3 separate regions of the Drosophila melanogaster genome follow, and all the other regions are linked to region 2. A link is a contact called in public Hi-C and HiChIP or PLAC-seq data. All regions are on one chromosome and are shown on one strand. The core of a region is the stretch at or near the end of the contact, and the rest is flanking DNA. Distances in the headings are between cores, read along the strand shown.

Region 1 (2,737 bases), core at 150-2,649, 320 kb before region 2:
AGCTTCTCTTTGACTGCTCCCTGCAGAGCGGCAAAGAGGTCACCCAGACTCACTGGCCAACTCCAGCGGCTGCCATCCGGATACAGTTGGCTGCCCTTGGGCTGCTGCTTCTTGCAGCTGCCGGAGCAGGTTTGGCCGGTCTTGGGACACTTTTTGGTGCTCAGGTCTTCAATGTCAATGCACTCAGCTGGTACCTGGATGTTGCTGTCCACGGCAAAGGATTTCATGGCGTCAAGAATGGGACGATAGCCAGTGCAGCGACAGATGTTGCCTCCAAAGGAGTTCTCCACCTCCTCCATTGTGACCTTGCCGCCCTTGGACTTCAGCAGGCCGTACATGTTCATCACGATTCCCGGCGAGCAGTAGCCGCACTGGGTGCCGTTCATCTTGGCCAGTCGCTGCTGGATGGCATGGTAGCCGACCCGCTTGTTGCCCAATCCCTCCGAAGTGGTCACCTCCAGGCCCAAGCACGTATTCAGCAGCGTGAGGCACGAGTTGACCGCCCAGGTGCGCAGCTCTCCGGTCTCCGGATGAATCCCAGTCAGGGTGCAGACGCAGACGCCGCATCCGCCCTCCTGGCACATGAACTTCGTGCCCGTTAATCCGGCATACTCTCGGATGAAAGTGTTCAGCGAGATATCCGCCGGCAGGGCAGACAGGTTGACTAGGGGGCACAAGCAAACGGAGGCATAAGTGTCTACACAATCCGGGTGTTATCTTATCGAGTAGCCTAATTCCTCACAACATGTCAAAGAACAATTGTTTGCGATATCTGCTTCTTATGAGCTAACGATTGCTGCTGAGCTATTATTTAAATATTTTAGAAGAAAATGCTTGTAATTGATATTCAGTACCTCTCAGTTTGTAGAAGTGCTCTGATGGGCTAATGAAAATAAATTAGCAAAATGAAATGGAACCCTATAAAATATTGTTACAACTGTTTTGGAAACGAGTCTAGCCATGTTTTACTCAGAAGTAATTCACCAAGCTTTTCACAAGGTCGTCGCAACTCTCATCTAACTAGCAGGTATTTAGTAGTCGAATTTCTCGACCCTGGTGTTCCAGTTCGTTGTCTCGGCAATCTTGTAGATGCCAGCCCCCATCAATCCATAGGCAATTAACTGCCCACACATGCATACACACCTTCGTGGCTGGTGCCGTTGATTGTAATTCTTCCAGCCATTATCTGTGAATTATATAAGTCCCTTGAATCACTTAAAAGCCGTCCGGGAATCGTTGTGAAATTAATTGCAGCCTTTCTCGCCTTCAATTGACGCGGGTGTTCAGAATTATTTGGATGGTTATAGTGGGTTCTGGAAACTATGTTATTTCACAATATGTGGCAATGAGTCCACTTGTCAGCCTCGTTTGATTCCACGCCGAACTGCGAGCGACTGAGGGTATGGGCCTTCCGTAGCCCCATATATATAGTGGTTCTCCGGCCCTCGAAAGAGACTCCCGCCTCTCCAAGTTCAAGTTCACCTGCTCCCCGCTCTTAACTACCATGTTCCATATACTGCGCTCACAATTCAGCATTAGATCATCGTAGCACTCTGAAACGTTATCGTCTGCCGGTTTCAAATACTCTCCCTCGGTTTTGGAACTGAAAGCTTTATCAGTAAACGGCTTGTTTCGACGTTTTTGTTTTGCTCATATTTCTAAACAAAACGGCGAGATTATGTTCGGAATAAGGGGAACTAGTCCTATAAACAGAGTGGTGCCTTATGAGCGAAAGATTTCTTCAAAACATATATGTACATATGTATACAATTCTATTAGGAATTATATAACAGGAGAACGATTCTTCAAAACTTCAAACGATTTCCACACGATTCTATATTTATTTAGTAAGATAAATTACATAATACAGATAAAGAAATCAAAAGATCGAAGCAGTACACCAAATGAAATATCGAAAAATACCCAAATCTAAGCCAGAACTTCATTTCATTACAAGGCGAATGCTTCCACCTGGCTTCCGGAGTTAAGGACGACCGTTTCCGGCGTCGTTGGTGCCCCCAAGCGAACCCACTCCCTCGGAAGACCCGCATCGTTCCTGGCCGACTGGATGGCGTGTTGCATGGCGAACAGAGCTCCGACAGCCAGACACAGAGCAGGCTCACCCGTGGCCTTGGATCGCATAAAGCCCACGGGGTTGGGACTCTTCTGGAGCAACTCGATGCGAAAGTCTATCGGGATATCCTTGGCGCCTGGTGGGTGGTAGTTCCAGGTGCGGTTTGTCAGAATCTGACCTGTCTGACGATCGTAAACCAGCTGCTCGGTGAGATAGTATCCCAAACCCATGACAAAAGCGCCCTCCACTTGACCCACATCTATATGTGGACTCAGGCTTTCCCCGGCATCCTCTAGGATGTCAACCCGGCGGATCAGATGGTTGCCCGTCAGAATGTCCAGTTCCAGTTCGGTGAGACTCAACCCGAAGATGTTGTAGTTGGGGATATCCCCCAACCGGTAAGATTCCGTGGCGATGAGAAACACGGACTGCAAAAAGGCCGCTTGGAGCACCTGCACCCAGGAGGCCCGAGGTCCGAGTCTTTCCTTCACCGGAGCCAGTCGCTTGTTTAGAGTGTCGCAGGCTTTTCTCACTGCCAATCCGATCATCTCGCTGGTCATCGAGTTGGCCGTCAGCATGGAGTTGGCTCCGTTTACAGTATTGCTGGCCTCGACTCTCACCTGGTCCAACGGAACACCCAGCACGAATGCTGCCACCTGGGCC
Region 2 (2,700 bases), core at 33-2,532:
TCTGTGGGGGCTCAATGAAAGAAGTTCACAACCGAGTTCAGTTTATTGTGGCGAATCCGCTCCGATCTTTTCCAGAGTCGCTACCGCTCAGTGAATGGTTAAATTGTCTTTAATTCATCTGCGAATTCTTCTTCGTCTGCGGAGGCTGACAAGAAGTCGCGCTGCAGATGGTGATGGGGAATGGGAAGTGGAATATGGGAATGGGGGCTATAGAATGCGCCGATTGGATCGTATAAATTGATAATGAAATCAATAAATTGATTTGATTTTTCACCGATTTCCAATTGATATACACATTCTTCTACATACAAGAAGTATGAGTAAATACTAGTATGGATCGATTTGTATAAACAAAAATAATATTGAGAAACGCTTGCCGGAGATCAACTGAAACATCTCCGAAACTGGAACTGATCCTAGACAACTTACCGCCGCAGCCAAGACCAGCTCGCTTTGCCGCTGGAGCGTCAGCTTGCCCCGCACAATCCATCCGGTGGTGGGTGGCGCCTGGTGGCCCTCGTCCTGGGGCTTTGCACCCACCAGGACATTGCCCTCGTACTCGTAGAGCATCTGTTTGTTGAGGCCAATGATGCTGAAGGCATGGCCGGCATCGAAGATCAGGAACAGATCTGCCGGATAAATAGATAAATGGGAAATTGAACTTCAATTCGATGGATGCTCCTCCCATCCGCTCGTGTTCATCCATCCCTCCCGCCATCTATGTCGCATTCGCGCGGACGGGCAATAAACTCTTCAATTATCAATTGAATTTCTTATATATATATATATATAGATATATACTAAATGTGCATGTGTATATATAATATATATAAACATATTTGAATGATCGCAAAACGCTTTAATCAATGTTGCTTCTAGGTTTCTTTTTGATGCGCGCCTCGTCAATGAATAATTACGTCATATTCTTTTATTAGTTTCTGATACAGTTGGGATTATCAACTAGGTTACTCTCACGTACACACAAACACGGAACACTTGAGTAGCCTCATGGCCTGCTACTTGCTACTAGCTACTTCCTTCCGAGGTCGTGGCACTCGCTTTTCCACAGATCTTCCGACGCTTTTCACTTCGCGCACAGATTTCTCAATGTAGTATCAGTGAATATATGTATATATATTATATATAATATATATATCAACGCGACTGTATATTATCAGATTTTTCAAAGAAGCCGACGCTTTTCCTCCTTTATCGCCAACGCGTCTAATTCCCGGATCACAGCTCGACACGTCCGCTCTGTTCGCGATCCAAGCTCAAACTGAGCGGACATAACAGCCGGATGGTTGGCCTTGCTGGAGGTTTCGTTGATAAGAATCATGCTGCGAAGAGCAGCTTGGCAGCTGGGCTCTCTTACGATCTCTTGGGAAATGTCCTATAAATAGATTTTTGCCGCGTCCACTGGAACAACGTCTTACGGACCAGAAAACGGATTCTCAAATCTGATACATTCTGTTTAGAGGATTTTAAGATATCTTGCATAACATTATCTTACAATATTCCCAAGGACAATTTCGTATCCCTTCAAGACTTAATAATTTAATAAGGACTAGAAATACACAATATTGCGCTATTTATTTGGTACCAGACACATTTAAATTATATTAAATCTCGCGGATTGTCTATAAAAATCTACGTTATTTATTAGTATAAGAGTAGCATATAAGGTTACTTATAGACGAACTAAGACTTTGACGAGCTGCTCTCATACGTATAACAATACACCACAAATCACATGGAATCAGGAATATCAGAAACTACTCTGTATGTCACTTAAGGCTAGCGTGCTCCCCCATGAGCATGTCCTGCCCTGAAGTGGGCACCACCCGTTCCAGTACCACTTGGTCCTCCTGCTCCTCCTGCCCTGCGTTTCTCCGATCCCGATTCTGCACTAGCGTCTCCGTTATCAGAACCACCACTCTGTTCTGCATCTAGATTCTTGAGTTGCTGTTGCCACATGTCCGCGTAGATGCCATCTTCGCGCAGCACAAGCTCTTCGTGTCGCCCACGCTCCGCTATGCTTCCCTGCTGCAGGACCAGAATCTCGTCCGCATGGATGATGGTGGAAAGACGATGGGCAACAATGATGGTGGTACGATTTGCGCACACCCTGGCCAAAGCAGCCTGAATATTGCGTTCTGTGTGGGTGTCCAAAGCTGAGGTGGCTTCATCCAGGAGCACAATAATGGGCGCCTTAAGAAGCGTTCTGGCGATGGCTACGCGTTGCTTTTCACCTCCACTGAGCCGCAGACCTCGTTCGCCCACCTTTGTCTCATATTTCTCCGGAAAGCCGAGAATCCTTTCGTGAATGTCGGCGGCGCGAGCAGCCTCATAGACAGCTTCGTCCGAAGCGCCCAACTTGGCATATTCAATGTTGTAGAAGATGGTGTTGTTAAAGAGAACCGTATCCTGGGGCACCACTCCAATGGCCTTTCGCAGACTCTGCTGCTGCACAAGCTTGATGTTTTGTCCGTCAATCAGGATAGCACCAGTCTGCACATCGTAAAAGCGGAAAAGCAGCCGCATGATGGTGCTCTTACCGGCTCCAGAGGGTCCAACAATCGCTACCGTCTTACCGGCCGGAACTGTGAAGCTCACATTGCGCAGCACTATCTTCTCCGGTGAATAGCCAAAGGTCACGTTTGAGAACTCAATGCCACCGCCGGCAGTTAGAAGGGGCGA
Region 3 (2,700 bases), core at 106-2,605, 370 kb before region 2:
AAATCAAATCCACCCAGTTTATCAACTAGTCAAGTGTGCTTTAATCAAGCACAGTGCCCCAAAGAAGTTTGTGCCTTTATTGGTAAGTAACATTTCAAGCATTTCAACCATTTGCCATAGCCATTGGATCACATAGTTCGTTAATCGAAGTCGTTGCCAGTTTTGGTGTCAGTCCAAGTTGGTTCATCTGGGGATATCCTTAGGGGTAGTAGGTGTTCAGGCCGAGGTCCATCAATGTGCCATTGTGGCGCCTTTCTCGCAACTCCTGGGTGAAGAGGGCACGCCCCTGCAGCAGTATGAAGTCGATGAGCCTCCTGTTCGAGCTCTGACGCAGTGCATCGGGGTCGGATCGCTTGCGAAGGTAGTTAAAGCAGCATGTGCTGGAGTAGTAAAATGTATATCACTTGGCGAACTCTTTGAATATGTTAGCTTACCGAAAGTGCTTTGTGCCACATGCGCTGGCACACTCCTTGCCACAAGTGTCGCATTTTATGGCCTGCGAACTGGGGGGGCACATCAACCAAATGCCTTGATAAGCCAAAGATTTAGTTACAAAACCTAAACAATGATTGCTCTTAGTTGAAACTCACATAGCAAGATGATCTGGAAGTGAGCCAGCCAATGCATCGTTGTCTTAGTCATTGGTCGGCCGTCTGCTCAGAATGCTGTGCCACTCATATGATCTTCGCTTGGTGTCCTGTTTCGTATCCCTGAGAAAGCGCAAATGAAAGGACCGAGTTGCCGGCTCCTGACTTTATATACTCATCGGCTGCAGGACAGTTGCCCACTTTGAGATGCTGGCATTCAAAGTGGTCAATGAAGCGTGTGGCGGATGAATAGCCAGGACGAGGACTCCAGTGGGCATGTGAACATGGAGCGCATATTAAGTAAGAGCACACAGACAATTGCAGCTTGCGCAACAAGTTTATGGGTTTATTTTGGGGTTGTTTGGGGCGGGGGTCGTTTGGCAGCCGCAAATCAAAGCAGCTGGACGCAGGTTGTAAAACTTCTTAATCTAGTTGGCAAGTGGCAAGTTAAGCATATTAAAATTGTGAGCAACAGTCATCAACAGTCAGTGGCAGGACTACTGATTTCCCTAGAATGAATACGGACGATATTGGGTGTTGTTACATAGTTTGTGCGCTAGTCAGAGTAATAATTTTTCTTATTTTATCCTAATTTTTAAGTATTTAGTCATTGCACTTAATTTTAATGCCGCAGGCGTATTTGTAACGGTCTTCTATTTGAATTTAAACTTACGATATTCGACATTCAACATATTTTCCAAAGTGTGGCAACACCAGCAAGTTTCCTTCATCAGTGTGACCGCTTTTAGTATTTTTCAGTATTTTCGGTGGAAGAAGAAGCCTGCCCACTCTGCGCTTTGGGAATTGAATAAACGTAAACATTAACTTAACTCCAGCTCTAGTCATAAATATCTATTGAATATGTGGGAGCCGCCACGATTGAGTGCATCTCTGCGCGCCAAGACGGAGCTGGAGGCCCGTAGCCGGCGCTTGAACGTCCTGCGGCAGGCGAGAACCACCTCTGCTGCTTCCACGACGACGAACAGCCAAAAGTGAGTAGCGATTTCACCACCTGTGAAATTTCGTTCAATTCCGCTCCTCTCCAGCAAGGAGGAGCAGACCATCGCACGGCTGCTGGCTCAGATGCCAACCGAAAAGCAGCCGGCCGCTAAGGTGCAGCTACAGAAGCTGCGCAATCTGGTGCAGGAGTGTATGGGCTACGAGGAGCAGCCACAGGTGGTGGAGCACGCGGCGCTCTTCCTCTTCTGGCTGCTGCTGGATCAGCGGGTGCTCCTGGTGGCCACCACACAGCGGCTACACGGCATGTTCGGACAGACTTTCGATCGCAAGAAGACCCAAATTCACGACTGCGTCCAGGCCATCGGCGATCTGCTGGAGGATCACGAAAGATCCGCGCTCAAGCGGTGGCGACAGACGCATCACAAGGTGCCTGGAGTGGGTCCACTATGGGGCGCCCATATACATGTCAAGTGCACGCCCTCCGAGTGGATGGACATCAGCCTGCTGACTGATCTAGCGCCGGATGCGCTACTCAAAAACCGAACTGTCAACAAGTTCTCTATGAAGCACACAACCAAGGCCGCCCCAGTGGCGTCCACGAGCTCGGAAGCCGCCAAGTTGAGTCCAGAACTGCAGACTCTGCTTGAAATCTCCGCAAAGCTGGACGACGAGCACCTAATAATTCGCGTCGGCGACATTCTCGGTTCCCAGCGCAGCAGCGAGGTGTTGCAAAATGAACTTATGGAAATCCTAGGATTTGATTACTTTGAATTAGTAGAAAAACTGCTCATGGAACGGGACAAGATCGCTCGCCAATTAGATCAGTTCGCCACACGATCCCGCCGCGTCATGGAGGTGAAACAGAAGCGCATGGAGGCGGCTGCCAGTGGTGGAGCTGCAGAGCGGCGTCCCACCGTCGCCAGCGCCGTCGTAGTTCAGTCGGCCCAGGAGAAGCAGCTGAGCAAAATGCAGCGGCGGGAGGAGAAGAAACTGCAACGCATTATGCGAAGCATTAAGGACGAAGAGGCCGAGGATGATCCGAATTGTGCGGTTGCCGTTTCCGTTCAACAATTGCGCATGCAGCACCAGCGAAAGCTCTTGGAGGCAGCGCAGCGGGAGCCTCTGTTGCTCAGCACTAAGGCGGCGAAGGCGG

What was found. A called contact is a pair of places that touch in the nucleus more often than the background predicts. HiChIP or PLAC-seq counts read pairs in DNA pulled down with a chosen protein or histone mark.
Region 1: a contact with region 2 is called in a Psq HiChIP or PLAC-seq map of the Kc167 cell line, with 2.9 times the contacts expected there. The contact joins the promoter of AOX1 here to the promoter of cv-d in region 2. A contact is called at or near these places in 5 of 107 Hi-C or Micro-C datasets (the D17-c3 cell line, the Kc167 cell line, the S2 cell line and 2 more) and 1 of 6 datasets of contacts at active chromatin or transcription factors (the Kc167 cell line).
Region 3: a contact with region 2 is called in a Hi-C map of the Kc167 cell line, with 3 times the contacts expected there. The contact joins the promoter of obe here to the promoter of cv-d in region 2. A contact is called at or near these places in 5 of 107 Hi-C or Micro-C datasets (the D17-c3 cell line, the Kc167 cell line, the S2 cell line and 1 more) and 3 of 6 datasets of contacts at active chromatin or transcription factors (all in the Kc167 cell line).

What each region holds. Positions count from the first base shown.
Region 1 is chr3R:15,535,893-15,538,629 of dm6, forward strand. It overlaps AOX1 (Aldehyde oxidase 1), which reads right to left and starts at 1,400. Exons shown (of 6, transcript NM_142218.2): 1 at 1,144-1,400; 2 at 1-664. The coding sequence starts at 1,183. It overlaps AOX2 (Aldehyde oxidase 2), which reads right to left. Exons shown (of 6, transcript NM_169665.3): 6 at 1,821-2,737. The coding sequence ends at 1,951.
Region 2 is chr3R:15,852,299-15,854,998 of dm6, forward strand. cv-d (crossveinless d) reads right to left here and starts at 1,283. Exons shown (of 15, transcript NM_169676.2): 1 at 980-1,283; 2 at 430-629. The coding sequence starts at 1,010. Hmt-1 (Heavy metal tolerance factor 1) reads right to left here. Exons shown (of 6, transcript NM_142246.3): 6 at 1,570-2,700. The coding sequence ends at 1,798.
Region 3 is chr3R:15,484,695-15,487,394 of dm6, forward strand. obe (obelus) reads left to right here and starts at 1,356. Exons shown (of 6, transcript NM_142215.3): 1 at 1,356-1,579; 2 at 1,634-2,700. The coding sequence starts at 1,449. Trissin (trissin) reads right to left here and starts at 702. Exons shown (of 3, transcript NM_142214.2): 1 at 591-702; 2 at 435-528; 3 at 36-380. The coding sequence starts at 642. The coding sequence ends at 200. It overlaps Rh6 (Rhodopsin 6), which reads left to right. Exons shown (of 3, transcript NM_079644.3): 3 at 1-5.